7 separate regions of the Mus musculus genome follow, and all the other regions are linked to region 5. A link is a contact called in public Hi-C, HiChIP or PLAC-seq and promoter capture Hi-C data. All regions are on one chromosome and are shown on one strand. Each heading gives the region's core, a stretch centred on a gene start, on an enhancer-like site or on the middle of the called end of the contact. The rest is flanking DNA. Distances are from core to core; before and after follow the strand shown.

The links. Promoter capture Hi-C pulls out the DNA fragments that hold promoters and counts their contacts. Hi-C and Micro-C count contacts between places; a contact is called where the count stands out from the background. HiChIP or PLAC-seq counts read pairs in DNA pulled down with a chosen protein or histone mark.
Region 1: a contact with region 5 is called in a FOXA1 HiChIP or PLAC-seq map of pancreatic cancer cells. The contact joins the enhancer-like site here to the promoter of Slc19a2 in region 5. A contact is called at or near these places in 1 of 39 promoter capture datasets (embryonic stem cells), 3 of 115 datasets of contacts at active chromatin or transcription factors (bone marrow-derived macrophages, extraembryonic endoderm stem cells and pancreatic cancer cells) and 1 of 9 other capture datasets (embryonic stem cells).
Region 2: an H3K27ac HiChIP or PLAC-seq map of embryonic stem cells shows a contact between it and region 5, with 8 times the contacts expected there. The contact joins the promoter of Prrx1 here to the promoter of Slc19a2 in region 5. A contact is called at or near these places in 1 of 39 promoter capture datasets (embryonic stem cells) and 3 of 115 datasets of contacts at active chromatin or transcription factors (astrocytes, embryonic stem cells and pancreatic cancer cells).
Region 3: an H3K27ac HiChIP or PLAC-seq map of microglia shows a contact between it and region 5, with 6 times the contacts expected there. The contact joins the enhancer-like site here to the promoter of Slc19a2 in region 5. A contact is called at or near these places in 4 of 39 promoter capture datasets (the C10 cell line, the HPC-7 cell line, embryonic stem cells and 1 more), 2 of 484 Hi-C or Micro-C datasets (bone marrow-derived macrophages and forebrain), 4 of 115 datasets of contacts at active chromatin or transcription factors (bone marrow-derived macrophages, large pre-B cells, microglia and 1 more) and 1 of 9 other capture datasets (macrophages).
Region 4: a contact with region 5 is called in a Hi-C map of muscle stem cells, with 2.9 times the contacts expected there. The contact joins the enhancer-like site here to the promoter of Slc19a2 in region 5. A contact is called at or near these places in 6 of 39 promoter capture datasets (the 3T3-L1 cell line, cranial neural crest, embryonic stem cells and 3 more), 1 of 15 datasets of contacts at CTCF or cohesin (large pre-B cells), 1 of 484 Hi-C or Micro-C datasets (muscle stem cells), 9 of 115 datasets of contacts at active chromatin or transcription factors (the NIH/3T3 cell line, bone marrow-derived macrophages, embryonic forebrain and 6 more) and 1 of 9 other capture datasets (embryonic stem cells).
Region 6: a contact with region 5 is called in a promoter capture Hi-C map of embryonic stem cells, with 5 times the contacts expected there. The contact joins the enhancer-like site here to the promoter of Slc19a2 in region 5. A contact is called at or near these places in 5 of 39 promoter capture datasets (the 3T3-L1 cell line, cranial neural crest, embryonic stem cells and 2 more), 1 of 15 datasets of contacts at CTCF or cohesin (large pre-B cells), 8 of 115 datasets of contacts at active chromatin or transcription factors (the NIH/3T3 cell line, astrocytes, bone marrow-derived macrophages and 5 more) and 1 of 9 other capture datasets (embryonic stem cells).
Region 7: a promoter capture Hi-C map of embryonic stem cells shows a contact between it and region 5, with 4 times the contacts expected there. The contact joins the promoter of 4930568G15Rik here to the promoter of Slc19a2 in region 5. A contact is called at or near these places in 2 of 39 promoter capture datasets (embryonic stem cells and pre-B cells) and 5 of 115 datasets of contacts at active chromatin or transcription factors (astrocytes, embryonic stem cells, extraembryonic endoderm stem cells and 2 more).

Annotation. Positions count from the first base shown.
Region 1 is chr1:164,992,119-164,996,098 of GRCm38.p6, reverse strand. No RefSeq gene overlaps it. Among named protein-coding and RNA genes, the nearest start is that of 1700029M03Rik, 33 kb to the right of the region's middle. Within about 2 kb of position 2,373, at least 54 of the 459 cell types and tissues checked have an H3K27ac peak or open chromatin away from gene starts, as enhancers often do. A contact at or near this core is called in extraembryonic endoderm stem cells and pancreatic cancer cells, where this site is marked.
Region 2 is chr1:163,312,246-163,316,237 of GRCm38.p6, reverse strand. Prrx1 (paired related homeobox 1) reads left to right here and starts at 2,588. Exons shown (of 4, transcript NM_011127.2): 1 at 2,588-3,843. The coding sequence starts at 3,603.
Region 3 is chr1:165,214,454-165,218,224 of GRCm38.p6, reverse strand. Tiprl (TIP41, TOR signalling pathway regulator-like (S. cerevisiae)) reads left to right here. Exons shown (of 7, transcript NM_145513.4): 6 at 380-442; 7 at 2,345-3,771. The coding sequence ends at 2,485. Among named protein-coding and RNA genes, the nearest start is that of Tiprl, 21 kb to the left of the region's middle. Within about 2 kb of position 2,179, at least 44 of the 459 cell types and tissues checked have an H3K27ac peak or open chromatin away from gene starts, as enhancers often do. A contact at or near this core is called in bone marrow-derived macrophages and microglia, where this site is marked.
Region 4 is chr1:165,112,927-165,116,375 of GRCm38.p6, reverse strand. No RefSeq gene overlaps it. Among named protein-coding and RNA genes, the nearest start is that of 4930568G15Rik, 23 kb to the right of the region's middle. Within about 2 kb of position 1,710, at least 49 of the 459 cell types and tissues checked have an H3K27ac peak or open chromatin away from gene starts, as enhancers often do. A contact at or near this core is called in extraembryonic endoderm stem cells and muscle stem cells, where this site is marked.
Region 5 is chr1:164,246,615-164,250,396 of GRCm38.p6, reverse strand. Slc19a2 (solute carrier family 19 (thiamine transporter), member 2) reads right to left here and starts at 1,351. Exons shown (of 6, transcript NM_054087.3): 1 at 941-1,351. The coding sequence starts at 1,144.
Region 6 is chr1:165,130,269-165,134,245 of GRCm38.p6, reverse strand. No RefSeq gene overlaps it. Among named protein-coding and RNA genes, the nearest start is that of Tbx19, 29 kb to the left of the region's middle. Within about 2 kb of position 1,830, at least 62 of the 459 cell types and tissues checked have an H3K27ac peak or open chromatin away from gene starts, as enhancers often do. A contact at or near this core is called in bone marrow-derived macrophages, embryonic stem cells, pre-B cells and 1 more, where this site is marked.
Region 7 is chr1:165,090,010-165,093,489 of GRCm38.p6, reverse strand. It overlaps 4930568G15Rik (RIKEN cDNA 4930568G15 gene), which reads left to right and starts at 1,560. Exons shown (of 5, transcript NR_040480.1): 1 at 1,560-1,604.

The sequences.
Region 1 (3,980 bases), core at 1,124-3,623, 740 kb before region 5:
TGGTCTACACCAGATGAGGTTCTAGAACTGAAAGAAACAGTAGACACATGCGCCCATCTCTAACCCAGAAGCTGCCTCCAACTGATAACCATGCACATATGAAAATGTAGTTTTCTCCCTGAGAGTCTCACTAGGAGACAAAGAACTCTTAAAGGGACATTCTTAATCTGCACTGGTCGGCTGTAACCCTGGCAACATGCCACACAATAACAATTGGCCGATCATGTGACACATAGAATGATGCTCTATGTGTCTATATGCTCTATATAGATGAGAGTTTTGTCACCGAGTGGTGCCTTGAAACTCGTCACTCAAACATCTGTACTGATGCTGCTCTGGCAGCCAGATGGATATAGTTCAGGCCATTATTGTGTATGAGATACCGGATTTTGGATTATGCGTTTATTTTTATTATTAATTTTATTGTGTTTCTTCTATTTACTTACAAGCTAGTTTACCTAACATAGTATCCCATGTTATATCTTTTATTCCTGTTATTAACTGAAGCATCCCTGTAGATTGGATGGTCTGTCCATATAGGTTTAGAGATATGTAAGAAAAATAAGCTACAAAACAGGCTGTGGTTTAGAGGGGAATGTGGGAGGCTCCTTTAAACCGAGTGCAAGGTTGTGAATCTGAAATCCTTTAGAAGAAGGCTTCCCAGGCCCTACTGGCTTGTAGCATTCACCACAGGCCAGTAAACTGCTTCTCCCAAATCAGGGTGGGCCACTTAGTGACTCTGTCCTGAGGCTGCACTGAACACGGTTGTAAGAGTGGATCCTTTCCCTTATTTTCATGAAATTACGCACTGACCTGTTATTTAGGGACCTTAAGAGTCATGTGATGCTAATAGATAATAAAACCCAGCCATTACCAGGTCAATATCTCACTGCGACCAGAGTGGGTTTGCCTTTTTGCCTGAGGAGTCTCTTGTGTTGGTGAAGGAGGAAGGAAGGTAAACTCCTGGCTCCTTGCTCCCTAGGTGTCCTCTTCAAGTCAAAGGGTCTTCCAGAGTTTCCAGTGCTACAGGATTAATGAATTTAGGTGTTGTTGAAAAACCAAGAAAATGTAGGGGAAAGTGCAGTAGAGGTGCAGCCTAGAGGTAATGGAAGGAAGGGCTGGGGTTTTAGTTCATAGCAAAGAGCTGCCTGGCTTGGGTTTGAGGTTCAGCACAGCAGAGATGGAGGGGGAGAGGAGGAGGGAGAGGAAGACAGAGAGGGGAAGGGAAAGGAGGAGTGAGGAAAAGAGGGAAGGAGGGAGAGAGGGGGGGAAACACACACACACACACACACACACACAGACAGAGAGACAGAGAGAGAGAGACAGAGAGACAGAGAGAGGCACAGAAGCAGATAAACAGCCAGCCAGGGACAAACAGGGAGAGAGGAGAGGAGAGGAGAGGGAGAGGGGGAGGGGGAGGGAGAGAGAGAAAGTTTGGGTGATGTGGATATTTAGCTAACTGTACAGGCTCAGCTTCTCCTTGGCCACAGAGGAATGCAGTGTTTGACTTCACCTGTCACACAATCTAGCTGTTTCAGGGGGCTGTGGCTCAGTGTGTGTGTGTGTGTTTGTGTGTGTGTGTGTGTGTGTGTGACAGTCCTGTTGCTATTTTTAGCTGACACTGAGCAGACATTGGATCTCTTTGCAGACATCATTCAACTCTGCTGCTGGCTGGCGGCAGTGGGGCCAGTATGGTGGGCTGAGTTCTGGTGAGCCGGCTTTCCACGGGTTCTCTCTCCAAGAACAATGCACTCCAGCCCCACCCTCTCCTTTATCATCTTGTGCTGTTGTCCTATGTATTGTTGTTTCAGGAGAAGTCGGCACATTCCGTTCAGCCCGAAAGGCAGGCCTTTAACCCCTTATTCACTTGAATTCAAAATTGTTGCTTGAAGTGAGAGAAAGCATCCATGGGAAGGGCTGAGTTAGAGTTAGAGCTTTGTAGTGTGCTGCCCCTCACACTGACCCACACTGTTTCCCTGAGATTAGGTACATCACTCTAGGTCTTTGCATCTCTAAAATGAGGGAGCCGAGCAGTGATTGCAATCTTTTCAACAAGACCTAGAAGGCTCACACACAATGCACACATTAGATTATACATTGGATCACTCTAAGTTGCTCACCAGTCCGATTTTGCCTACAGGGTGTTATGAACCCTTTCATTTCATGTACACTGCCTGGGTACTAATAGAATTACCAATCTGGGGAATTAATCCATCTATAGGACTTAGAGATGAAAGCATCTAGAAAGTGATGTCTTAAGGTTTGTATTCCTGCACAAACATCATGACCAAGAAGCAAGTTGGGGAGGAAAGGGTTTATTCAGCTTACACTTCCACATTGGAATTCAGGACAGGAACAGGACAGGAACTCATGCAGGGCAGGATCCTGGAGGCAGGAGCTGATGCATAGGCCATGGGGGAATGTGGTTACTGGCTTGCTTCCCCTGGCTTGCTCAGCTTGCTTTCTTATAGAACCCAGGACTAACAGCCCAGGGATGGCACCACCCACAATGGACCCTTCCACCCTTTATCACTAATTGAGAAAATGCCTTACAGCTGGATCTCATGGAGGCATTTCCTCAAGGGAGGCTCCTTCCTCTGTGATAACTCCAGCTTGTGTCAACTTGGCACACAAACCCAGCCAGTACAGATTTTTACTAAGGTTTCACTAGATCAGCACAGCTCATTGACTCATTGGCTGCATAGCTGAATTTTATTCTAGAGGTCATAAGTTCAAAATGATAACAGTAGTTCAAAGTTAATCACATGGCTGGCCTCCCTGGTGCCAACACCCCCTTCTTGAGTCATCTTTTCAGCAAGGGCTTGGGTGTGGTTCAGGGGCCTACTGGGAAAACTTGACCTTAAGGCAAGTCTAAGAGTTTATAAGGCTCTTTCCCAGAAACCAGTGAGTTAAGATCAGGTAAATTTTAAACAACAGTGGGAAATAAGAGTTTTATCCTCATTTTGTAGGTGATACTTAGGGTGGCTAATTGACTTGTATAAGTCACATGGGCGTATAGTGATGCTGCAGAGCCCCAATCCTGACCTCTGACCTCTCATTTCTATTTCTTTCCAATGCCCCAGGATGGATCCCCAACAGTAAGAGTAACTTCCTGTCATCACTGTCATTGTTAACTGTCAACTGTCTCTCAGTAGCTGCATGTGACTCTATGACCATGACTACTGTTCTCCATGGCTATCGAGGGTTCCTCTTCCTGGGGGAGGAGCCCAGGGATGCTGAGTATGAAATTGGCAGCCTTGTGATTGGGATGCCCATTCTATGATAGGTACTCAAGCTTTGCGGACATTGAATGTGAGCTTCAAGGTGATGATGCCTCATTAGTTGAACTCTGGGGAAGAGCAGAACAATGGAGGCATAAGTGTCCAACTTCAGTGGCCTTTTTGTAGGTAGGAGAATCTCTACTCATGATCAGAACATTTTTTAGAAGTCTTTTTACCTAGATTTCACCATCTTGTCTGCCCGTCTGTGTGTCTGACTACTTGCCTATCATCCATAGAGAAGCTTCCAGTCATTTCAAGGAAACTGGCTTGCTTCCTGTAGTGACATCCATATAGGTAAAGTTCAGGACTCTAGACATGGCTTAAAGATGTGAATGAGTTTTCTAGTGAGGTTCCTTTTACCTCTTTCTTTCTTAGTGTGTATGTGTGTGTACATGTTCAGTGTGTATGCGCATGTGTGTACTTGAATGTGTGGAGGCCAGAGGTGATGTTGAGTGTTTTCCTCAATATCTCTGACTCAGTTAGCCTGATGAGTCAATCAGCCCTGGTGATCTTCCTGCCTCTGCCTTCCCAGTGTTGGGATTAATGGTGCATGCTACCACATCCTGGTTTTGTTTGTTTGTTTGTTCATTTTTTAAAAATACTATTCCAGTTTCCTTTCTGTTGCTGTGACAAAAACCTGACCAAAAGGAATTTAGGACAGAAAAGTTTTTATTTTGGCTTCTACATCCAGGTCATAGA
Region 2 (3,992 bases), core at 1,339-3,838, 940 kb after region 5:
GATAGTCTAAGTTTTCTGGCCAGACAAAAGGGCTTAGTGCACACAGCTGAAGCCCAGGAGACCTTCTAGGAAGAACAAAAGGTTCCAGGAGTCTTTTGAGCTAGCACAGCCTCTAAGGAATGCTAAACAAGGTTGTTAGGTAGCCTAGCCGCCTCCCTTGCCCTCCCTAGGCACCAGCAGATACAGGTTTCTGTGGAACTCCAGAGCCCCAGTTTGGAGGACTAGAGCACACTCTGTGCCCACAGATGTCAAAGGACACCTTTCTAGTATACCTCTCCTTGCTACAGGTTTCTAGAACAATGGGGGAGGGGAAGTCAGCAAGTGGCAGTAGTTGGTTTGCCTCTGACCTTTAGGAAAATACCAGACATTTGCATTTTCTATATATGCTAGATGCTATATTTGTTATTATCTAAACAAATTTGCTACACAGATGTTAGAAATGTATCTAAATGTTCCCATAGAAACCATTAATACCCAGGTTGATACTGTAGCAATTGGTTGATAGGAACATGGGTAACCAGCTGCGGTTTTTCAAAATGTGCCTGCTTCCTGGAGAAAAGGCGGAATGCAAGGAAAGGCACTTAATGATATTTCTGGGGATGGTCTCTGATCTCTTTTCCTTGACAGTCTTCTGGAGTATCAACCATACTGGCTGCAAACAGAAACAAGGATACTTCTTGGAGGCAATATCTAGGGTGCTAGAAGTCCTGATCTTTTACTCAGGATTTGGTCACAAATGGCAATCCTCACGTCTGAAAGAAAAAGGAATCCATCTGTGTAAGTAAAGATGGAGCGCATGAGCCTCCAGTCTGAGAAGATATGGGAGAGACTGATGCTGTCTGGCCTTAGGAAGAGAGAAAGGGTGTCTCCTTTCCCCTAAGGGAGCAGAGAGTTCCAGAGACACCGGTGGAAATATGCCACTTTAACCTGACCATCGAGTCGCTTCCACTCCAGGCACTTTAGGCTCTAGGAGTCTCACCGTTGGCATCTCCGAAAGCACCTCAGGATACTCAAGTCCCCACTCTGTCTGGCCCACCCACGGGCAAGTCCCCAGCGCAAGAACCAGCTCTTCTGGCTTAGATGCCCTCCGGCAGACAAACCTTCGCGGCTCAGAGCCTGAGCTGCCGAGCAGGGGCGACCAGAGCACTTTGGCGGGGCTGGGGGCTGCCGGTCGGGGGCACGGCACGAGTGGCTGGAGCGAGGCGAGGGGTGGAAAAAGGAGGGGGCGGCGGGTGGACTAATGATGAAAAAGTCTCCTCCATCCTGGCTCCTTAATTAAATGCATGGAAAGAACCGAGGCGCGCACATCTGGTTTCAATCTACAGCCCTTTGATGGCATCAAATGTTCTTTTCCCAGATCAGGGCTGGAAGTTCTGGGCTAACTATGGCCGTTTGGAGCACAGAAACCATTTATACACACTGGGACCCTTCCTTCTTTTCAATTCAATCTCATAGCTACAGGAGAAGGGGAAATCTAGCAATCAGGGGAGCGAGGGGAAACGTATGTATGTGTGTGTTTAAAGAACATAAAACGCCACAAATAAGCACATACTATTTTACTTACTGGCCATATAGTAACTCATTCCTAATGAGACTATTAAAGCTGTTACCAGATTCCAACAGGTCATGAAAACACCGTCCAGCACCGCTCTGCCCTCTGTCAAGCCTGGTCATAGACTTCGACCTTCCTCAGTCTCTGTGTTTGCCAGGGCCTCACCGAACTGGATACAGATTAGCACAGAGCCCACCCCACCCCCAGCTCCTCCTGCTCCCCCCAACTTCTTCAGCCCCAGTGTTCCTGTCTGCTCTGATCTGGGGCAGCCTCGGCTACGAGCAAGAAATTAGAACATTGGCAAAGGTAGGGGAATTATCAGGACGGACTTTCTTCTGGTTTAATGAATATGTAAATTTTCTACTGTCTGAAGCCTGGGGATTTCTGGTGGCAGCGAAAGTCTCGAATCCATTCGAAGCTGAAGACTTCTGGATCTGCCCAAGCCGTCTTTAGATCGTAGAGAGCCTCCCGTTATTATCGCTCTTGTTATTTTATTACATTATTTAATAGGCTGTCTCTACAGAGCCAAACGAGCTTTAATAGGCTTGCTCTTTTTTGCCGTTCAGTCTCAGACTCTCCCTGCGCTCTCCGCCAAAACAAAGCTGCAGGAAAAGTTACTGGGGGGCGGTGCAGCCGCAGATTTGACTGTTATAGATGTGCATCTTTTCCCTGTTCCTTTTTCTTTTTTCTTTTCCTAACAAGTTTGCCCTCAGCTGTTATCAAAACATGCAAATGAGATATTCCAAGAGGATCTCAAACAAATCCGGAGGAGTTAATGCTGAAACAAAATAATCAGCCCCGTTTTAAAGTGACTGCGGGTTTCGGGCACTTTTCTCTCTGTGATACTACTGCAAGGGAATGATAATTAGACCTTTATTTTAAAAATCCAAAGGGGCTCTCTCCTTAGCTTCCCTCCCTTTTCCCTCCCTCCCTCCTTCCTCCCTCCCTCCTCCTCTCTTGCTCCCTCCCTCTCCCTTTCTCTCTGGCTCTGATGTTGGCAAAGGGGTTTTCTTAATCAGACTGTTTTTTCGGTCCGAGGAAAAGGAGGTAGGAGATTGTGATGGAGAAAGGGGGTCTGTAAAACGTCAGGCGCCGCACAAAGGCTTTGCCACGTAATTACAGGCTCCTATTAAGTGGAGATCTGCCCTCCCAGGGGTCTCCAATTTTCTTGTATTCCCTACAAAGCCTCCTCTCCATGCCAGCCTGTGCCTTTTGAAGTGCCAGAGAGCTTCTTGATCCAACTGAGAAGGGAAAAGGAGCTCCGCACGGAGAAGGGGGAGAGAGCGGAGGGAAGGGGGACCGCCACCCTTCTGCAGACTCTTGAAGCCCCGCTTCTTTATTTCTTATTTTTTTTTCCTCCTTACGAAGAGTAAAGTGAGAATCCTGCTCTCTAATACATCTGCAAGACATCACTCTCCTGAAATTCTAGTCACTCCCGAGAATCCACAGGAGTGCAGAGAGGGGGAACGCGCTTTCTTGAAGACATTTTAAAGCTGGAACAAGCCTTCTTCTGTTGGCGCTTGAACTCTTGCCGGGGGAATAACTTTTTTTAACCTCTTTCTCTAATTTTTTTAAAGCCACTTTGATTCTTCTCTCCACCCCTTCTTCTCTCTTCTGTTTGCCTAACTCCCCCGCCCCGCTGGCCTCCCCTTTCCTCGCTCCCCCTTATTATTATTTTTAGTGTCTGCGAGTGGACGCTTTTTAAGAGTTGAAAGGGATATTTTTTTTCTTTTTGATCTAAGCATAGGTTGTTTGTTTTGTTTTTATTTTTGAACTTTTTGGTGTGGATTATCTCTCTGGACCGCGCTGGACTTGGCTTTAGCGAAGTAACCGAGGCTGCAGGGAAAGTTACTTGTCCCGAAAGTTCTACACTTCAGAAGGGGTCCCACCCTCTGTTTCTCTCTCTCTCTCTCTCTCTCTCTCTCTCTCTCTCTCTCTCTCCACTCCCCCCTCTTTCTTCCCCACTCGGCTCCTCTCCCCCCTCACGCCCACAGCGTTTGGTGTTGATTCGAGCGGGAAGAGGGGGGTGGGTGGGATTGGAGGGGAGACCATGACCTCCAGCTACGGGCACGTTCTGGAGCGGCAACCGGCGCTGGGCGGCCGCTTGGACAGCCCGGGCAACCTCGACACCCTGCAGGCGAAAAAGAACTTCTCCGTCAGTCACCTGCTAGACCTGGAGGAGGCCGGGGACATGGTGGCGGCACAAGCAGACGAAAGTGTGGGCGAGGCGGGCCGGAGCCTGCTGGAGTCACCGGGACTGACCAGTGGCAGCGACACCCCTCAGCAGGACAGTGAGTGAGGGCGCGTGCTCCGGGGAGTGTGCGCTGGGGACACAGGGTGGAGGCCCGGGGAGGGCGGCGGGAGCGTGTTCCAGGCTTCGGTTTCGGGGAGACAAGGCGTTAAGAAGTTAGGAGTCCTGGGAAAAGTGGCTGGTTGCTGA
Region 3 (3,771 bases), core at 930-3,429, 970 kb before region 5:
AATATGTCTCTGGCTGTCTTAGAGCTTACTGTGCAGACCAGGCTAGCCTCAAACTCATAGAAATCTGCCTGCCTATGCCTTCCTAGTTTGCTGGGATTAAAGGCATTTAACCACAGTGCCTCACAAAGTGCACTTTTTTTAACCTAACTTTAAAAGTCTTAAATGGCTGAATTTGAGGCTAGCCTGGTCTACAGAGTGTTCCAGGACAGCCAGGGCTACACAGAGAAACCCTGTCTCAGAAAACAAAACATAACAAAACAGTTTTATATGGGAAAACGGTACAAAAGGATGGTTTGTTTATTTACGTGTCTGCTTTATAGGGAGGATTTTATAATATACATATATAAATATATTGTAATTTTTGTATTTTTAAATATAGGCTGACAAGACCTACATGTTACGAGAATATACATCCAGAGAGAGCAAAATTGCTAATTTAATGGTAAGTACTTAAATTTTAAGTATTTAGATGTTGAATTTTAATAATTCATTTTAAGTCTCATATCCCACTAATCCCACCCATTCATCTAAATTTGCATCAGAAAATGTGTGCCAAGGACCAGCCTCTGCTTGGGAGTTCTGTTTGAAAGTAGCAAAAAACACACAACTGGAAGTCAAGTCTCAGGACAACCTATGTTGTTCTCTAGACAGCTTTCTCTTGCAGGCCTAAAGACATCTCTTGAAGATCACAAACCTAGTTTTTTATGTAGATATCAATTCAGTCATTACCCCAGGTTCCCTTTTGATTATCCTATGAGTCAACATCCCATGGCCTTTGGTTCTTAGGAGACAGCAAGCACACTTTTTATTACAGAGCCCTTCAGATATCTGTCAGCCTTTGTTAAGCACAGAGATAAGATAACAGGATGGGGCCTGGATCTAAATTCCCTCAGTCACAGGCTGACCTCAAACCCAGGGATCTGTCTGCCTTTTTAAGCATACAAAAAAACTTAGCTGGGTAGGATCTCCGTCAATCACCACTCCCTAACTCTCTGTATCTCCTTCCGTAGTATCTTCCTGACCAGTTGGCTCACAGCACAGCTGCTTTTGTTCCTTTAGATTAGTGAAACACCTTGTATAGTTCCTTATATTTTACATAGTTGAGAAATTATATATTTTTGAGCTCATGTTTTCAGAGTTTTTTTACAGCCTTAAGGGCTGTCCTGAAGGTCCCAGGGTTTACCATTTTACTGAGACATTAGCTACACTTTCGCCTCCTGGACTGATGGAGTCATTAATGTTAACAGGGAGGACATTCCTCAAAGGAGGAACATGAAAATACTTAAATTATACAAACAAGCCCTAGGCCACAGCAGCCATGACATCATGGAGGCCTCTGCCCTGTTCCAGGCGTGGGAACCACGTCCTTCCACCCCTTCCAAAGAAGATGTGCTCCTCCTGGGCTCTGCAGGGTGGGTCTCTCCTGGGTTTGTCTCCAGCACCAGGGCACCTGGAGATCTTCGCTGCCATCCATCTGAGTCCTGTTCATTCTGAAGAAGCTGAGAGGCAGGGGTGTGACCTGAGTCCCATCGCTGCAGCTGGTGCCATGGATGTTCCTCTGACTTAGCACCTGACCCTCTAGAATGTTTAATAATTTATTCATGTTTTGAGATTATACTAGAGTTCCATAAATTTTCTCTTTCCCCTCCAAGGCCTCCCATGTCCTGTATCTCCTTAGTCTTTCAAATTCACTGTCTCTTTCTTCCATCATTGTAAACATATAGATGCATCCTACTTCCTCTGTGATGTCACTTGTATGTATATGTTCTTACACATCCCTTTTTCTTCCAAAAACTGGTGCCTCTGTACCAGCATCTGTAATTATTCTGACATAATTTTCCTGTATTTTTTGCTCCCCTGGAATTTGTGAAGTCCTTCCGTGGCACTTGGGTTTTGTGATGAACTGGCTTAGTACATGTCTACAAAATAAGTATTTTTTTTTTAAACCATAGTACTTACTCTGTCTGAATATAGTGTATGCTTGGATTAGAATAGTTAGTAACTGTCGTAGAATGTGTACTGGACTCTAACTAAAGATTGAACTTTCAAGTTACTCAAGTAACGGGTACTAGGGAGGGATTTGATCAAAATGTGTGGGATTCTTTTAGCACTTACAGTAGCACTGTCAGTTATGACACCAAGTTCCTTGAAGATCAGCCACACAGTTGAACGATTGAGTAACAGGAAGCAGCTGTTATCTGGGGGAGCACTCAATGCTCCTCCTTACGTGGAGTGTCCCCAGGGCTGAAATTAGCATGCTTTGTGAACTCTTACACTAGAAGGTTTCAGAAATCGTGTGAGCCATAACTGAGAATATACTAATACGATTTTATGTTTTTCCTAGCATGTTCCACCTTCCCTCTTCACGGAACCTAATGAAATATCACAATATTTACCAATTAAGGAAGCAGTTTGTGAGAAGCTCGTATTTCCAGAAAGAATTGATCCTAACCCAGTGGACTCACAAAGTACGCCCTCAGAATAAAATGTGGTACAGCAGACTCTCTCCATGTGGAACCTGACTGGAAACCTTGGCTATTTGTAGGGGTATTTTTATTATGAGAATTAATTTCCTTGCTTATGCGCAGATTTTCTGTAGCCTTAAAGGAAAATAAAAGATTGCTGCAGGCAGGTTCCACACAACTCCTGTTTATCCTGTCTGTTTTCAAGTTCCTGCTCCAGAGAGAGATGTGCTCTGGAGCTTACGTCAGCAGTGATGTGTGTGGGTCTCATGAGGGGACATGGTCTGCATCCGGCCTGAAGCATCGTCTTCACTGTGAGGAGGCTGACTGTAAGGCTGTCACTGAGCCCCGATGCCTGGGACCTGCCGGCCGCCATAGGATGCTGACTGCATGCTGATGTGCTACTCTGGCTCTTGGCTGTGGGCTTTCTGGTGTTTGTTCGCACTTACGGAGAGTTGTGACATGTCACCTACAAAATTAATCTTGTATTAGTCATTAGTTGGAGTTTCTGGGCAACATATTGTGTGTGTTTGTACACACAAGTATTTTTTAAATCTTTTCATTTAAATGTCTTTGTCTCTGAGTAGTGTTAGATTACTTATTTTGATAATTCATTGTTAAAAATTGTGGAGAATTAAAATAAAATAATTGACTTTTTAAAAAAAATTAAAGAGGTGGGCGGTGGGGAGGAGGAGTGTGCATCTGAAGATTGTATTAGTGTATCCCTGTGAGGAGTACCCAGGTGTGTCCTTGGCCATTTCTAAATATGACATATGCCATTTTATATTTATTTGTCCAAGTGTCTTTTGTAAGAGGAGAATAAATAATAAGGAATTATGTATTCATAGTTTGCTGTTTATTTCAGCTTTTCTTAGACTTACTTGAAGATTGGATTAGGATGTATCGTTCTCATTTATTTTGTTCTGAACCCGTTCAGTATTGCAGACACATTTCCCACGCAGATTACAAATGGAAACTGCTAGGTATGAACGCGATCCCCTAGTTTGTTCGCCTTTAAGCGCCTGTCTCTCTTCTCCCTCTGCTCCTTACACTCCTGAGGGCACTTTTAAGTAGTCAGAACACATGGGTACATGTCATGCATAGCATCCCCTTCAGTTCTGAGTACCGTGTTCTCTGATGTGGTATAAGGGATTACATAATGAAGCGATAGAATGTGGTTGGTCCTTTATACGGCGAGTGCTGTGTATGTGGAGTCATCCGGCTCCTCATCAAACAGTTGAAAACATCCCAGCGATTATGACCACGCACAGACTTTCTGTTGTCATTCCCTGACTGTCAGTTTTAGCTA
Region 4 (3,449 bases), core at 461-2,960, 870 kb before region 5:
GACTCAGGAATTATTATTGTTAAATTTATTACATATGTGTGTATATGTTTGCCTGCATATATGTTTGTGTATTTCATGAGTGCCTGGTGCCAGTGGAGGTCAGAAATGAGTATTGGATCCCTGGAACTGGAGTAACAGGAGGCTTGTAGGTGCTGGGAACTGAACTTGAGACTTCTGCAAGAGCAGCCAGTGTTCTTAACTGCTGAGCTATCTCTCCAGTCTTGATGCTGACGATGATGCTGATGATGGTGATGATTGTGGTGGTGGTGATGATGGTGATGCTGATGCTGATGACAACAACAATGAGGATAACACAACAATATGAAGTTGGAAATAGAAGGGTCTGGGGTTCCTGGAAGAATTGGAAGGAGGTAGTGTGATGTGGGTTTGACGAAAATATACTGTATGTGTATATGGAATTTATAATGAATAAATAAAATATTAAAAATCAAACAACAGGAGAGTTGTAACATTTGTTATTGGCTTGGCAGTTGCTTTGCAGTAACATTTCAGAATGATGACCCCAATTTAACCTGTGACAAGTGCTAAATGAATGCTCCCCCTTTGCCCAGGAGTGCCCACTGCTTTACCATTGTTCCAAAGGCACCATTCTGCTCTCTGAGAATCTTAGGAGTGGCTGTGAAAACCACGGCTTTCCTGTCCCTCTGCAGTAGCTTACTGTCAGGCCAGGCATATCTAGTGGAGTCCCAGACATGAACCTATGCAGCCTCCCCCCCCCCCCCGGTCCCCCCCACTGTCTTGTGCATCTTTTGGCCTCCACTTCAATCACAGGGGAAGTTGTATTTATAGCCAGAGAAAAGGAAATAGAGGTCATAGGTGGTCCAATTGGTGGCTGACTGAGTCACTGGCCTCTCCCAAGTTTCTTGAAGACAGATCAGGGGAGGGGGCTGGTGAGCTGGTGGCAGCTGTAGGGACTTTGCCTTGAAGCTGCACCGTGACCCACACAGAACGCAGTGTGTGCTCCTGCTATAAGTGCTTTGAGAGGAAAGGAAAGGACACTGGACTCCAGACCTAAGGGAATGCGCTAGAGAGATGGGCACACGTGAGGACAGACCTCTGAAATCGCAGGTATAACGGACAAAGGCTTCGGGAATCTCGTTTGGATTCAGATATTCATCCTGCATAGCGAAGCAGACTCAAGATTAGAGAACTAACTTCCCCTACCTCTCTTCTGATATCACTCTCCTATTATTTAAGTATTCTCCAGCCAAACTAAAAAGGATCTAACACACACCCCCTTTGCGCCAGAACGGAGAGTGGAACCCGCGGCGTCTGGAGAGCGGAGCCCACAGCATCTGGCTTCCCTCAAACCCGGTGAGAAGGCGTGGTATGCCCTGCTGGGGAAATGTGTAGATATGCCTTTAGAGTTTAACTGGATGACGGAGGTTCCACAAAGCAAGCAGAAGATAAGTGGGCTTTTGGCAAAGATAACGTTCAAGCGCCCTCTTCTGGGAGAGATTAAGAGTATTTTTAAATAGCAGGATCACTGCCCAGGGGAATATAAGAAACCAACACCATTTTCTACCCTTTAAAACAATGTAATTGATTTGTGAGCTCAAGGAAGCCATGGAAGAGCATATTGGAACCGTCTGCGCTTGGGATTTGGGAATGTGTGTCACTGCCACGTCCCTACCAGAATGAGGGACATATAGCAGCTGGATGCTACTGTAGTCAGATGTAACCAGGTTTTCCTTTTAGCTTAAGGGATGGTCTAGCTGAGACAGACTACTCATTCGGTCCTTAGGCTTGGCTTTCCCACGCTCAGTTTCTAATCTATGCCTTGGCCGGGAGTGTGGGGACTTTGGGGGTGTAATAATCCAGCAGCTGAGACAAATCTCAGAGGGAATCCAGTCACTGATGGCTGGACAGAAATTTGAAAATCATCTAGAAACAAGGAGGATGAAGTTAAATGTCATGGTTCTGGGGGGAAAAAACCAACTGTCTAAATATAGATTAGAACCTTTCACAGGAAAAGCTGTGAGGATAAGGAGATACAGGAGAACAAAAGGGAGGACTCGTTTTTCTAGCGTCCAGACTCAGTGCAAAGACATTGCCTGTGTGGGCCTGGCAGACCCCTGGGCGCCCCCCACTCCCAGGGAAGACATGGAGAATGAGGGCTGTGCTCGGAGCAGGCTTCTGGGACTCACAGGAGACTGGAAAGCAGGCAGGAGGTGATAATACACCGTGGCTCATGGCTCGCCTTACAGAGTAGAGAGAGTAAGGGATGTGAGCAGAGATTTCAGGAGACAGCGAAGCCCGAGCCCTGAGCTTTAAGTGGCATCTTGGGCTGGAGTCTTTGATCTCACTGTTCTCCAGTCTTCCCTGCCAGCTCAGAGGAGCTCCATTCTCGCAGGCCCCTCTGCACTTCCTACAAAAACACCAGCCTGCCGCTTGATTGCCTCCTTTCCAGTCTCAGCTGCATTTCTTCACAGCTCCAGTTACCGAGTGAATAGCGGTGTTCCTTGTTTCCAGGCAGTGTTTGCATCAGGGTGATTTGGTGTGCGATGCTGGGCTGTGGAGTCTGAGTGCCTGGGCAAAGTTTGGGTCCGGTTTCCTTCTAGCGTCAGACTATAGGCATGCTTGTTTACTAACCGCTTTGAACTCTTTTGTTTTCGGTTTTTCGAGACAAGGTCTCACTTTGCAGCTCTGGCTGGCCTGGAACTCATTGTGTAGACTAGGCTGTCATTGAACTCGCGGAGATCCACTTGCCTCTGCCTCTTGAGAGCCAGGATTAAAGGTGTGTGTCACTATGCCAGCCTTTCTCTGAGTTCTAATAATTACCCAACCTAGAAACTGACAGCTGATACCTACTACCTGTGGGTGTTAAATGAGTTAAGTACTGCAAAGGTTTATAAGGATGCTTATGTAAGACACTTAAAATCACTTCCCATGGTATATTTTATTTTAAATTTATATTTATTTTATTTGTATATATATATATTTATTTATAAAACAAATATATTTATACATATAAATATATTTATTTAAAATTATTTACCTTTTTGCATTTACCTATTTAAACATTTTTTGAGATTATAATTACATTATAGCTCCACTGTCCATTTGTCTGGTTTAGAGTCACCTAGGAGACACATTGAGCCCTTGAGCTGTGGCCAAGCTGAACCCGAACCTATCCTTTATGAGTTGTTCTTGTCACAACAATGGGGAAAAAATCACTGAGAATTGGTGTTTGGTGACAGCCATGTTGGCTCCCACAGGTCCTAGTAAAGTGGACATAAGGCACTGTGATTATTTATAATTATGGGATAGAAGTCAACTATCTTTTTAATTTCTTTGAGACAAGGTTTCCCACTGTAGCCCAGGCTAGCCTTAAATTTGCATCGCTCTTCCTATCTCAGCCTCCCTGGGATTACAGGCAAGGCGGGTGTCCTTGGCATGTAGGAGGAGGCTTTGCTCTCCCACCAAGA
Region 5 (3,782 bases), core at 102-2,601:
AAACCGGGTATAGGAAGAAGGTGGCAATTATTCAGCATCCACTCATCTGACAGTAGGGAAAAGACATCGGACCTGAGCTTTCACTCTTTTGGATACTCAAGGAAAGGGTCCTGGAGCAGCAATCTCCATCTACAAGCTCCTCTGACAAAACCAAGTGCCGGGATAATGAGCTTTAATCACAGGAGTTAGGCACATTTCTGAAGTATACTATGCACTTCTGTGGTGCTGTGCGTACAAGTTTGTATCTTGAATAAATGTCTGCGCAGGAGTTCTTGGTCATGGCCCATGTGCATCACAGCCCTCAAAAACACCTGTACGGAGGATAAAACCTGTAGGTGAAGCAACACTTCACCATCCGAGAAAAGCTAAGTACCAATTATATGACACCGTCTGTTTTCATCCCAGAGACGGACTTCAGAGGGTGCAGTAAATCTTTGGACACAGTCTTACCTAATCAAGCACCCATATTCGGATGGCGTACTACTGTCCTGTATTGTCCTTCTGTAATAGCGCGTATCTATCTTGTCAGGGGTAAACAAAGTCAAGGAGGGGAAGGAAAGGGGGACCCTCTCACAAAAACAAAGCCAAATAACATCCATCCATATATACATACAAACACTCATATGTACATATTCTACTGAAAGTCGAGTTTACTGTTTTCTTTATCCACGCACTGTCCCCGGTCCCCAGCAGCTCCCACAGGACTTGTCCGGGCAGAACCGGGTTATCCACATACGGCCTGAAACACACATGCACGTGGGCTGCGGCCCATCTTGCTTAGTCTCGCACGGAACGTGCTAGAAACGCAAAGAGTAAGGCCACTTTTCCAAGCGAGCAGAAATCCGAACAGATATCTGCGTAGCCCGCTCCGGGACTCCGCCGCCAGACCCTCCACAAACATCTGACATGCTCGGCCTCCCCGCCTGCCGCTCCTGCCTACCTGTCTCTCGGTCAAGTTCTTGTCGGGTCCCAGAAGGTAGGGCGTGAGGAACGGCTCCGACGGCCGGAGGTTTGCGAAGAAGCCGTAGGCGCAGAGCAGCGCGGTCGGCAGGAACCAGCACTCGCGAGGGACGCGGGCAGTACGCAGAAGCATCCTGGCCGCCGCCGCCGCCGCTCGTCTGGACACCCTGGCTGGCACGTCCATCCTGGGCGCGAGGGGCTGGACGCCGACACGGCCCCCTCCTCCTTCTCGGCCAACGGGAGGGCGCCCGAGCCGCGAGCCCGCGCGGGCACCTGTAAGCGTGCGCGACGCCGCCTCGCGCCAGGGTCAAGGTGCTTGGAGTCCCCACCGCCCGCCGGCGGCCACAGCTCGCTAGCCGAACGCCCTTTCCCTAAGTCCGCCTCCGGGTCTGGCCCGCCACCCCGCCTGGCCCCGCCCCCACGCCCCGCCCCGACCGCAGAACGCCCTTTCCCTAGGTCCGCCTCCCGGTCTGGCCCGCCTCCGCCTGGCCACGCCCCACGCCACGCCCACCCACAGCAGACGATCACTAGCCACGCCCCCGGGAACCTCCTCCTCGCCAATGCCTCCCGGCCGGAGCCAACCTCCCTGCTTCCCTATTGGCCAGTGGCTCAAAAGACAGAAAGGCCGCTTGGGGCTGCGCGCCCGGGCTCTGACGTGAGGGGTTCTGGGACATCGGACTTTTAGGGGCCATGTCTGGACTCTGTGGCGAGGACCCTACACACCCTCCCTGGTCGGATCGGTCACCAGGCATTTTCCGATCACACGTCCGGAAGGCTCCCTAGAGCGGGATCCCCGGATGTGTGCTTCATCGCAGCGAGTCTGCTCAGTCTTATCTGCCAACCTACTGATGTTGGTCCTCTGCCCGGGACACATGATGACACAGGCTTGCAAACCTTTAACCTTGAGGCGGGAGAATGCAATCCCTGGGCTCCAAGAGCTTTTTGTTGTTGTTGCTGGGTTTGATTTAGTTTGCTTTTTTTTTTTTTAACATTGTCTTTAAATGTGGTAGAAAGACACAAGCTGGACCTGAGAACTGAGATTTGGGGCCTTTTACTATAGACAGAAAGAAAACGAGGATGACCGAGTTAATCAGCAAGAGGCTTTTGCTTTATTTCGTCACTTTTTGTTGGCAGGATACAAAGAACAATTAACTAATATATCCTATGGAAAGGAAATCGCCCTAAAAACCTAGGCCCTAAAATGGGCTCAAGGTTTCAGGAAGTGTGCCGCTCACGAAATACCCACAGGGTTCAAAAGTAAAAGCAGCTAACCCCCACCCTACACTGGGAGGTTTCTGTCTTCTCGGTCCATCCAGACAGGCTAATCACCCCGTCTTTCTCCAAGGGAGCCTGCACTCCCCCTTTCCTACTCTTGGCTACAAAATCTGGCTCAGACCATGCGCTGCTGGCTCTCCAGCACCTCTGGTCACAGCGACTCCCAGTCTTGAGATTCACCTCTCAGACTGCTGTTGTTAGTGAGGGCGATCTGAATTTTCATTCTTTCATTTCTGCCTGGGTCACTGCGTCTCCAAGGAGAAGGACCAACTAGACACCTGAGGGCTGGCAGGCAGGACTGAAAGGGCTCACTGTGCGAACCTCCTGGGTTCCCATTGAGCGATCCTTCACTAAAACACTTCACTAAAACAGAAAAACGAGGCAATAAGAGGGCAGGTTGTTGTCAGAAGTTTTTCAAGGGCAAACCGTGGCAGGAATCCCCAGCGCTTTCTTTCATCGCCCTCTGCATGACTTTTTGCTGGACTCACAGACTGACTCTGTCCCAATATCAGCAGAATCGAGCTGCACGAGTGAATACACAAAATGTGTGCGTGGAGCAATTTGCCAAAATGCAAGGTGTGGTGTTGACATCTTTCAGAGTCTTTTGAAGGGCTGGCTAGGAAGACTTTATTCCTTTTAGCCTCCAGAGGCTATATAACCTGTGATGATATCAGTTTGTAAGCTAAAAGAGAGTGTGCCTGTGTGCTATATTTCAAATTTTCTCGGTTCAATTTACTAAATTGATAATATCAACCGTTCTAAGTCACCAAAATCAAACGTCTCCTCGATGACAAGAGCTCCGAGACCAAAAAGCTTGAGGATGTTTGGTCTATTAAATGTGTAGTCACCTAAATTTCCACCATCATATCAGTTTCTCTTCACAACTATAGAGATAGAGCTGGAGCAGTTAGTTCTCCTGGCTGCCTTGCACGGACATGTATTTTAGTAGAGAAAAGGGAAGAAAAACAAATGAACCAACAAGCTGATAAGGGCTTTGCATTGAGATGTCTATCTTTTAAAATCAACTTTCTAGTCTTTTGTTGAGGCTTGAAACCCTATGGAATCTATACATCACCTTGTTATAGATCGAATATTGAAGTTTCTAATCTTCGAGATGAGTCTGGATATAAAGCAGTTTCTCCTGAATTGGGCAGAAAATTACTTCTTACTTTTCTGAAAGAGGTTCCTAAGTAGGCAGAATTCTACCAAAATGACTCTTGTCCTTATATAATCTCTATCTACTTGAGTGTAGCACGAAAGCTTATGGATTTGATGAGATAATACTCTCGTGATTGCACAACATTTTATAACAAAAATGGAATTATCTAGCTAGCCTAATCACAGAGGCCCTTTGTAAGCAGAGAGTTTCTTTCCATGGTAGCAGAAAAAGAACCCAGAAGGGTTTATTTGAAAGGTCAAAAGGGTTTGACCTTTTACTGCCTATGAACCAAGATGAGGGCAATCTGTGACAATGGAGCGTGGGTCCTGGCTGACAGCAAGGAAGCCAGTACCTCAGTCCTACGATCACATGGAACTGAATCCTTCTA
Region 6 (3,977 bases), core at 581-3,080, 880 kb before region 5:
GCACCTTCACTTACCCAGCCCTCTTGCTGGCTTCAGTTTATAGGTTTTTAAAGCATATTTACAGAGTTGAACAAGCACCATTTAATTATAAGCCATCTTCATCAGCCTATAAAGATAACTTACTTGTATTGGTTGTCATCCCTGCTCCCTTCCGGTTTCTCTACAACTCCCAGCCCCAGGCAGCTATGAGTGTACTTCCTCTATAGACTTCCCCATCCTGGATGCTTCATGGACACGAATTCATGTGACTTTGGTGACTTTCCTGGGTAGCTTCTTTTACTCAGTGTATAACCTTAGAGGTTCATTGATGCTGGACACACCAACATGCATGTTCATTGATATAGGACACACCAGCATCCCCTGATGCAGGACACACCAGCATCCCAGTTCATTGATGCAGGGCACTGCAGCATGCCTGTTCCTTTCTGTGCAGACGATATTCGGTCCTATAAACTTGCACTGTGTTCATACTATCGTTTACTTGGTTAGTGAGCATCTGGTCTGATGCCGCTTTTTGAATATTGGTGTGTAAGTTCTTTTGTGGCCTAGAAGCTGCCAGCTCACTCTCCATTGTACAGATGAGGAGGGAGATTCAGAAAGCTGGGCTTCCTGAAGCCATACAGCTACTAGGAAGCTAGACTCAGGTCTCTGATGACAGTTACACATCCCTGCACACAACTCGGTGTCATTGCTGTATTGGGAGGGGACCCAAGCAGGGGCGGTCACATGACTCTGGAGGTACTTCCCTTAGCTTCTCACCATGTCAACTCGGGTCTCTAGGGATACTCTAATAAAGCAAAGGGCCGGCTCCTGGGAATACACTTGTTAGAGGAAGCAGAGAGATGGCCGTCTGAGCAGAGCCTCAGGGGTTGCAGATATAAGGGACCTGGTGGCAGATGGCTGGTTCCAGGAAGGACTTACATGGCAGGAAAAAACTGTCTCCTAGAATCCCTTTGGGGCAGGTTCTGGTAAAAAACTGAATTTCCTGGAACCGTAGACTATGGGATTTGAATTCTTTATAATTTAGATTATTAATGGAAATGTGATCTCAGAGCCTGCTTAGTGAAGCTTGCAAATATTAATTATAAGTAGAAAAGAGGTGATTGATCTTGGGATAGATTATAAAAATGTACTCTTGTCACTTAGCAAAAACTGTATTGCCGGCAAAACATTCAGAGCGCTTTAAGAACTTTAAAGGGTTTAAGTGGGAGAAAAGCTTTGCATTTGTCCTGATGAGACTTTGGATGGGGAGGCCAGTGCCACGTGAGGTCACTGTTTGGTGAGCCAGCCTCCAGGGTGGTGGTGAACAAGATAATACTTGTCTTTCTAGAGGTGGTGGAGCACACCTTTAGTCCCAGCACACAGGAGGCAGAGGCAGGAGGATTTCTGTGAGTTCGAGGCCAGCCTGGTTTACAGAGCGAGTTCTAGGAGTCAGGGCTACACAGAGAAACCCTGTCTGGAAAACCAAAAGAAAACAAACCAGAAAAGTAGAGGAGAGGAAAAGGAGTAGAAAGCTACCAGAAGCCATGTTCTTACTGCTGCAGTTCCAGAAGCCGTCTGTAGGTGGGGCTATTGCTCAACACACTTGTTTTTGGAAGGAGACAGACTCAGCCACTGCAGCTGTTGTATTGCAGTCAACCCTGTATGTTTATCTCAGTTTTATTGGAAGCACCCCCAAACCCTTGTTTGCACCCTGAGCCCTAGGAACATTTACCTGTGTCCTTAAGAATGTCTTTTTGTCAAGCTGTAAAACCCCAGGCTTACAGCATGACCCACAAAGGATGAGATGTCGCATAACGGATCAAAATTTAGATTTGCTGAGTCATGCAAGTTACAGCACTGGAGCTTATCCAGTAAGGCCTGGCCTTCCAAAAGGGTGCTGGGCTTTATGCTGAACGTTGACACACACGGGCGCGCATACACACACACACACACACACACACACACACACACACACTATACACGAGTGCACCCATGCACATGCGTGCGTGATTAAGAGGCCCCTCAGCTGTGACATAAACCCACTGCGGATATAGCATTTACCTGGTACGCTCTGCAACACCCTTATGGGATTTTGAAGGCAGGAGAACTAATGAGAATATGGGCTATGAGCTGCCTAGGCTGACAAGGAAGTCCTTTGCTTCTGGCCCAGAAAGTAGGCAAGCTTGTGTGTGTGTGTGTGTGTGTGTGTGTGTGTGTGTGTGTTTCTGTGTGTTTGTGTATGTCCAACATCAATGAAGCTATGAAAGGAGAACTCATTATTTTGGAAGGATGACAAAAATCTTTGGTCATTTCCAGTTCTCTCCTCCTCTCTTCCTCCTCTTTAATTTTTTAAAAAATCAATTCAATGGTGCATATATGTGAAGTTGTCATGTGTGGGTTGTAGATGTAGGGAGATGCCCATGGATGCCAGAAGAGGGCATCATATTCTCTGGAGCTGGAGTTACAGGTGGTTGTGAGATACTGGATACAGATGCTGGCAGCCAAACTCTGGTCCTCTATGTGAGGACCTTCTAAGTACTAAGCCATGTCTCCAGCTCCTTCAACGGATACTTTAAAATAGCATACATGTTTATAGACCTCAATATAACTATCATTTTGTAAAAAAATAAAAAATAAAAAATGAGTGTCAATTTTCAAAATAAGAATGGCTTAAGTCAGCCTAGGTCCAAATACATTGAGCATAAAACATTGTTCCTTGCTAAGGACTCTAGCTGCCCTCACCTAATAAGCTAATATTTAATCATAGTAAAAAAAAAATCTCAGCAGCCCAACTTGTCCCATGTCCTGTGCAGTGTTTTAACACTCTTAAACAGATTTAAACTAAACAGGTCATAAAGAGCCAAAATACACCCACATACATATAAGTGGCAGATGACGTGAAAGGTTGTCCCCTCCTGAGCTCACCACATTCATGTGACTGATCACCGTGGATGGCACCTGACCTTGCAAGGTTGCTCTTACTACTTGGAGTCTCCTTTGCTAATTGTTAGGAGTGGGACAGGGTGTTTGTTCCTCACAATTTTAATTATTTTAGAATTCTTCTTTAGGAAGCTTTCCGTTCTGTGGATAAACCTTAGCATATTTATCTTTACCCATCTGGAAAGAGTTGAGCTCCACTTGTTTTCTGTTACAAATGGCTGCTGGAAGCGAATATCCTTGCGCTGTCTGCTGCGAATGCCTGTGAGTGTCCACAGGCTGGAGACTTCAGGGTAGAAGCCGGCCTTCAGTGTGTGCCCCTTAACCCCTATACCTGTTGTTACAATGTTTCCTAAATTGATTGCACCTGGTCACAACCCCAGTAGTAACTAATTTTGGGTCCATGACGTAACATGGCTCTTAATTTTTTCCAATTTTGAATTATGTAAGGTTTTATTCAGTTGTTTTAATTTTCACATTACCTGAGAGTGAGTATTTTGTTTTAGTTTTATTATGATCAGAGCTCTCTCTTTTCTGAAAAGTTTCTCATTTTTCTAGGCCCCCAAATTTTTTCTTCATACACTCTGGATGACACTCCTTTGTTGGCTTTAGGGCCTCTTGCTTGGAGAGAGCTTTCCTGGAGGGATGGCAGCAGTATGATTGCATGAGGTCTTAGCTTTTCATGCTGTCACCAAAGACCCAGTAGAAAGGAGAAAAGATTGATTTGGGCTCCTGGTTTTAGAGGAGCTGTCCATGGTTGTTTGGTCCCGTGTGCGAGCCAGCAACCACATGGGTGTCAAGAGGAACCCTGCCTTATAAACTTTGCTGTCCTAAACCTGTCCCAAGACGTGGACAAGGACTAAACAGTGAGCTGGATGTCAAACAGGAAAAGGCTTCTTGCTTCTTATCCCCAGCTTTGGAAGTAGCTCACCCAGATCCAATGGGGAAGGAGGAACATGGGTGCTACCCTTGGATGGACAGTAGGTAAGGTAAGTTGTGGTTAATACAAAATCACACACTATGGGAACTATTGTGGCCACTTTGATAAAACACCACCA
Region 7 (3,480 bases), core at 311-2,810, 840 kb before region 5:
GCCACCACGCCTGGCCTGACACGCTTTACTGTGTCTTATTATTTTGCTCTAGTTTGAGCAAGTTTTGTGTTCAGATTTGGACCCAGGTGTGCTGTCCTTAAGAACCCAAAGTCCTCAATGGCATACATAGTCTCATTGGCCTATCCTTGTTGGCTATAAGGCTGTCTGGGTTAATGCCCCCTGCTATAACAGAGAAGTGACATTCCAGCTCCCCAGCACAAATGATGTTTAGTTTGGTTCACAAAACAGTGAAGGACCACGTTCAACACAGTGACACAGGAACCTAAAACTCCTGCTTTCACTTCTGCCATCATAGGAAAGAGAAGGGGGGAGAAAGGACAGAGATAGCCTCATTCTGGTCTGTAAAGGAACCACTCAGTTCTGAGTCCTTTTGTAGAGACCAGCCATATGGGGGTAGGTGCTAGGAACTGTGGTTTGAATATGGGTCCTTTCCCTTAAAGGTCCACGCATTAAAGGCATGGTACCTGGGGTGGTGCTATTTGTAGGTGCTGTAGACTTCTAGGGCTAGGTCCTTAGGTCTCTGGGAGATTGTGGTTCTCTTCCTACTTTCTAGAGATGGAATGTAGGTAATGGGTTTAGCTGAGAGATCGCCTCCTCTAAAACTGGTTCATATGATAGATAGGAACACCCATTAAGCTACTTTTGGAACCTAAATCTCTTGTTTTTCTCGTCTTCCACAGGGTCTGAGAAGAGAACCACGTCAGTATTACTTTTTTTTTTTTTTTAAAAGAAAATCCAACTCACTTCCGGGTTTGAAAACCTACCCGTCCCTGGGACAACCCCCCCCCCCCCCCCGCCCAAAAAAAAAGCCTGCCTCTCACTCGGTTCCCTGATGTTTCTCACCGAGGCAGAGGCAGCTGCCCTCTGTCTTTCCCAATAAATACCTTGTGTGTGTTCTTGTCATGCGACATTGGACAAGGGGGGAGGTTCTTATGAGAAACACATTCTTAGGTTGCTTTGTAGTTGTGTGGAAAACCAAGAGCACTGGCGTTAACATGGCTACAATGTCATTAGGAGCCACCGGTTATATTTTGCTCATTGGTGACTGAGGTGTCTGTTTTGTGGCATGTGACTGGAGCAAGACTGTGTTTAGACATTATGTTAAGCATAAGGTGGGAATGGGCGAGAAGAGGATTTCATTTATCTTTGGTTAAATTTGCCCATTGGTGCTTTGGGGGTGAGCATAAGCTATCCCTTAGTGTCCCTTCCTTTCCTCTTTCTTGGAATCCCAAAGCAAAGTCGCAGATAAATGGGCACAGAGACATTCAGGACTCCTTCCTCACTTCCCTCTTAAGAGGTCGCAGATGATTTTGGCCAGAGGGTGGCCAGGACTCCAAGGTAAGTGTAATAAAGACTGCGCCCTCTCTTCCGCCTTTGGGTGAGAAGGGTGGGGGTGGGAAGACCGCTCACAGGGAGCTCAGCAACTCAGGGAATCAAAAAACCTGAAAGCCAGGGGAGGAGCTGAGCAGGGGCGGGGTGGGGGCTGTGTTGGTGAAGGCAGCAGCTTCCTTGCGGAGGTGTCCTCCCTCAGTGACGTCAGAGGCGGCTGCCGTTGCCCTGGTAACTTCACCTGATCCGGGGCGGTGAGTGTATGTGCTGATTTCAAGGCTCTCTCCTTTAATGAGGAAGAGCTAAAAATGAATCTCACTATCCCATAAAAAGCATGGTAATCAAAGGCGTTACTACCCGGTACTAGGCGTGTGTGGGTGAAGACAGCCGGGGGCGGGGGAGGGTGGATGATGCTGGAAGGACCTGAAGGACATGTAGGGGACCAGATTTCCTTCATAGAATCAGTTAATGAAAAAGGGAAGCGTGGGTTCATCTTCTAACAGAGTTCTTCATTTCCACCGTTTCTCAGGAAGTTTCCTGTTGAGCCATGTTGTGTATTATCCTGGAGTCCTGCTCTAGAGCCAATTGCTCTGGAACTATTACAGAGCTGAAAATCATGAGAAGCCAGTGCAGTGGAGACCCCGGAAATTCATCCTCACATCATAGGGCTTCTCATCTATTCCCCTTAAATGAGTGTGCACTCCCTAGTCTCTAGATGCAGAAAAGGTCGAGTTTATGATTTTTATACATGAGAGGCATGCATTGGCACCACAGACTGTCCCACCACATGGATAGGAAGCTCCGCATCCTTCTGGCTGTGAGATCTTGGCCCAGCTAACTGCCATGTCCGAACTTGAGGGGCTTTTCAAAATTTGAAGTCCGCTCCACAGAACTTTAAGGAAATACTGACCCGATGCATGCAGTGTGCTTAGCACATGATAGGTACTCAAACTCATGGAAGCTATTTTTTTTCCCCATTTGGAACAATTCTTAAAATGTACCTGGTCTGTTGCAGATATTAGCATACACTAAGGCTTTAAACAAATTAGGAAAAAATAGTGTTTTCCGTTGGCAGAGAAAATGACAGAGGGTTTTCCCTTGATCCTAATGTGACCCTGTGCGGGCTCTCAGGAGTGCACGGCCTTCTCATGGGCATACAGCAGGCCTGGATCTGACCCCTTTAGAAGGCTCCAAAAAGACTATCTCAGAGTCCAGTGCTTTGAAATGCCTAGGTCTTTGAACTAAAACAGTTACAGAGTCTGTCTCCCTGACCCCATGTTCCAGGAGAGGTGAAGGGCTTGCCTTTCATCTGTCCTCTTAGCAGTATAGTAGGTGTGCACCCTTGACCCCAACAGTCTCCCCAAGAAGGAAGATCAGTTTGCAATGGAAACTGGAAGAGACCATACCCAAAGCCCAAACAAACTATCCCCAGGCATGTGCCTTTTTTTGGTTCACTGATGCCCTTTAAAACTCATTTAGCAGTGGCTGAGGAGATGGCTCAGTTGGTAAAGCACTTGCTATGCAAGGATAAGACCTGAGTTCTGATCCCAGCATCCATGTAAAAGCTGGAGCCTGCAGTGTGCCTGTGACCCCAGTGTTAGGGAGACAGAATCTCTGGGACTCTCTGGCTAACTAGGCTAGCTAAATGGCCATGTTTCAGGTTCAGTGAATGACTGTCTCAAAACACCAAGTGCAGAGTGATTGAGAAAGAGCCTGATGTCCCCACCTCTGGTCTCCATATGCACATACACAAGAACTCATGCATATGAACACACACACACACACACACACACACACACACACACACTGTAAGAGACAGGGTTTGAAATTCCCATAGCTGTGACTATGGGAGCCAGGTGAAAGTTCAGTATGTGGCTCCATCTTCTGTCACAGGCCTGCCATCTGCCAACACCTATGATTTGTAAGTTTCAGGTGGTAATTCCAGCCTGCTTTTCTTGTCTGTTTGTTGTTACTAATGTGATTACTTCTCGTGATGTGGTCCTTGTTGAGCTGTGGGCTTATTGAGAGTGATGGAGAACTTGTAAGACTTTGCTGTCATTTCTGAAGCCCATGGGGGCTGCTCAGTGCTGGCTCACTGGGGCTGTTTTCTGTAGTGGAATGCATCAAGAA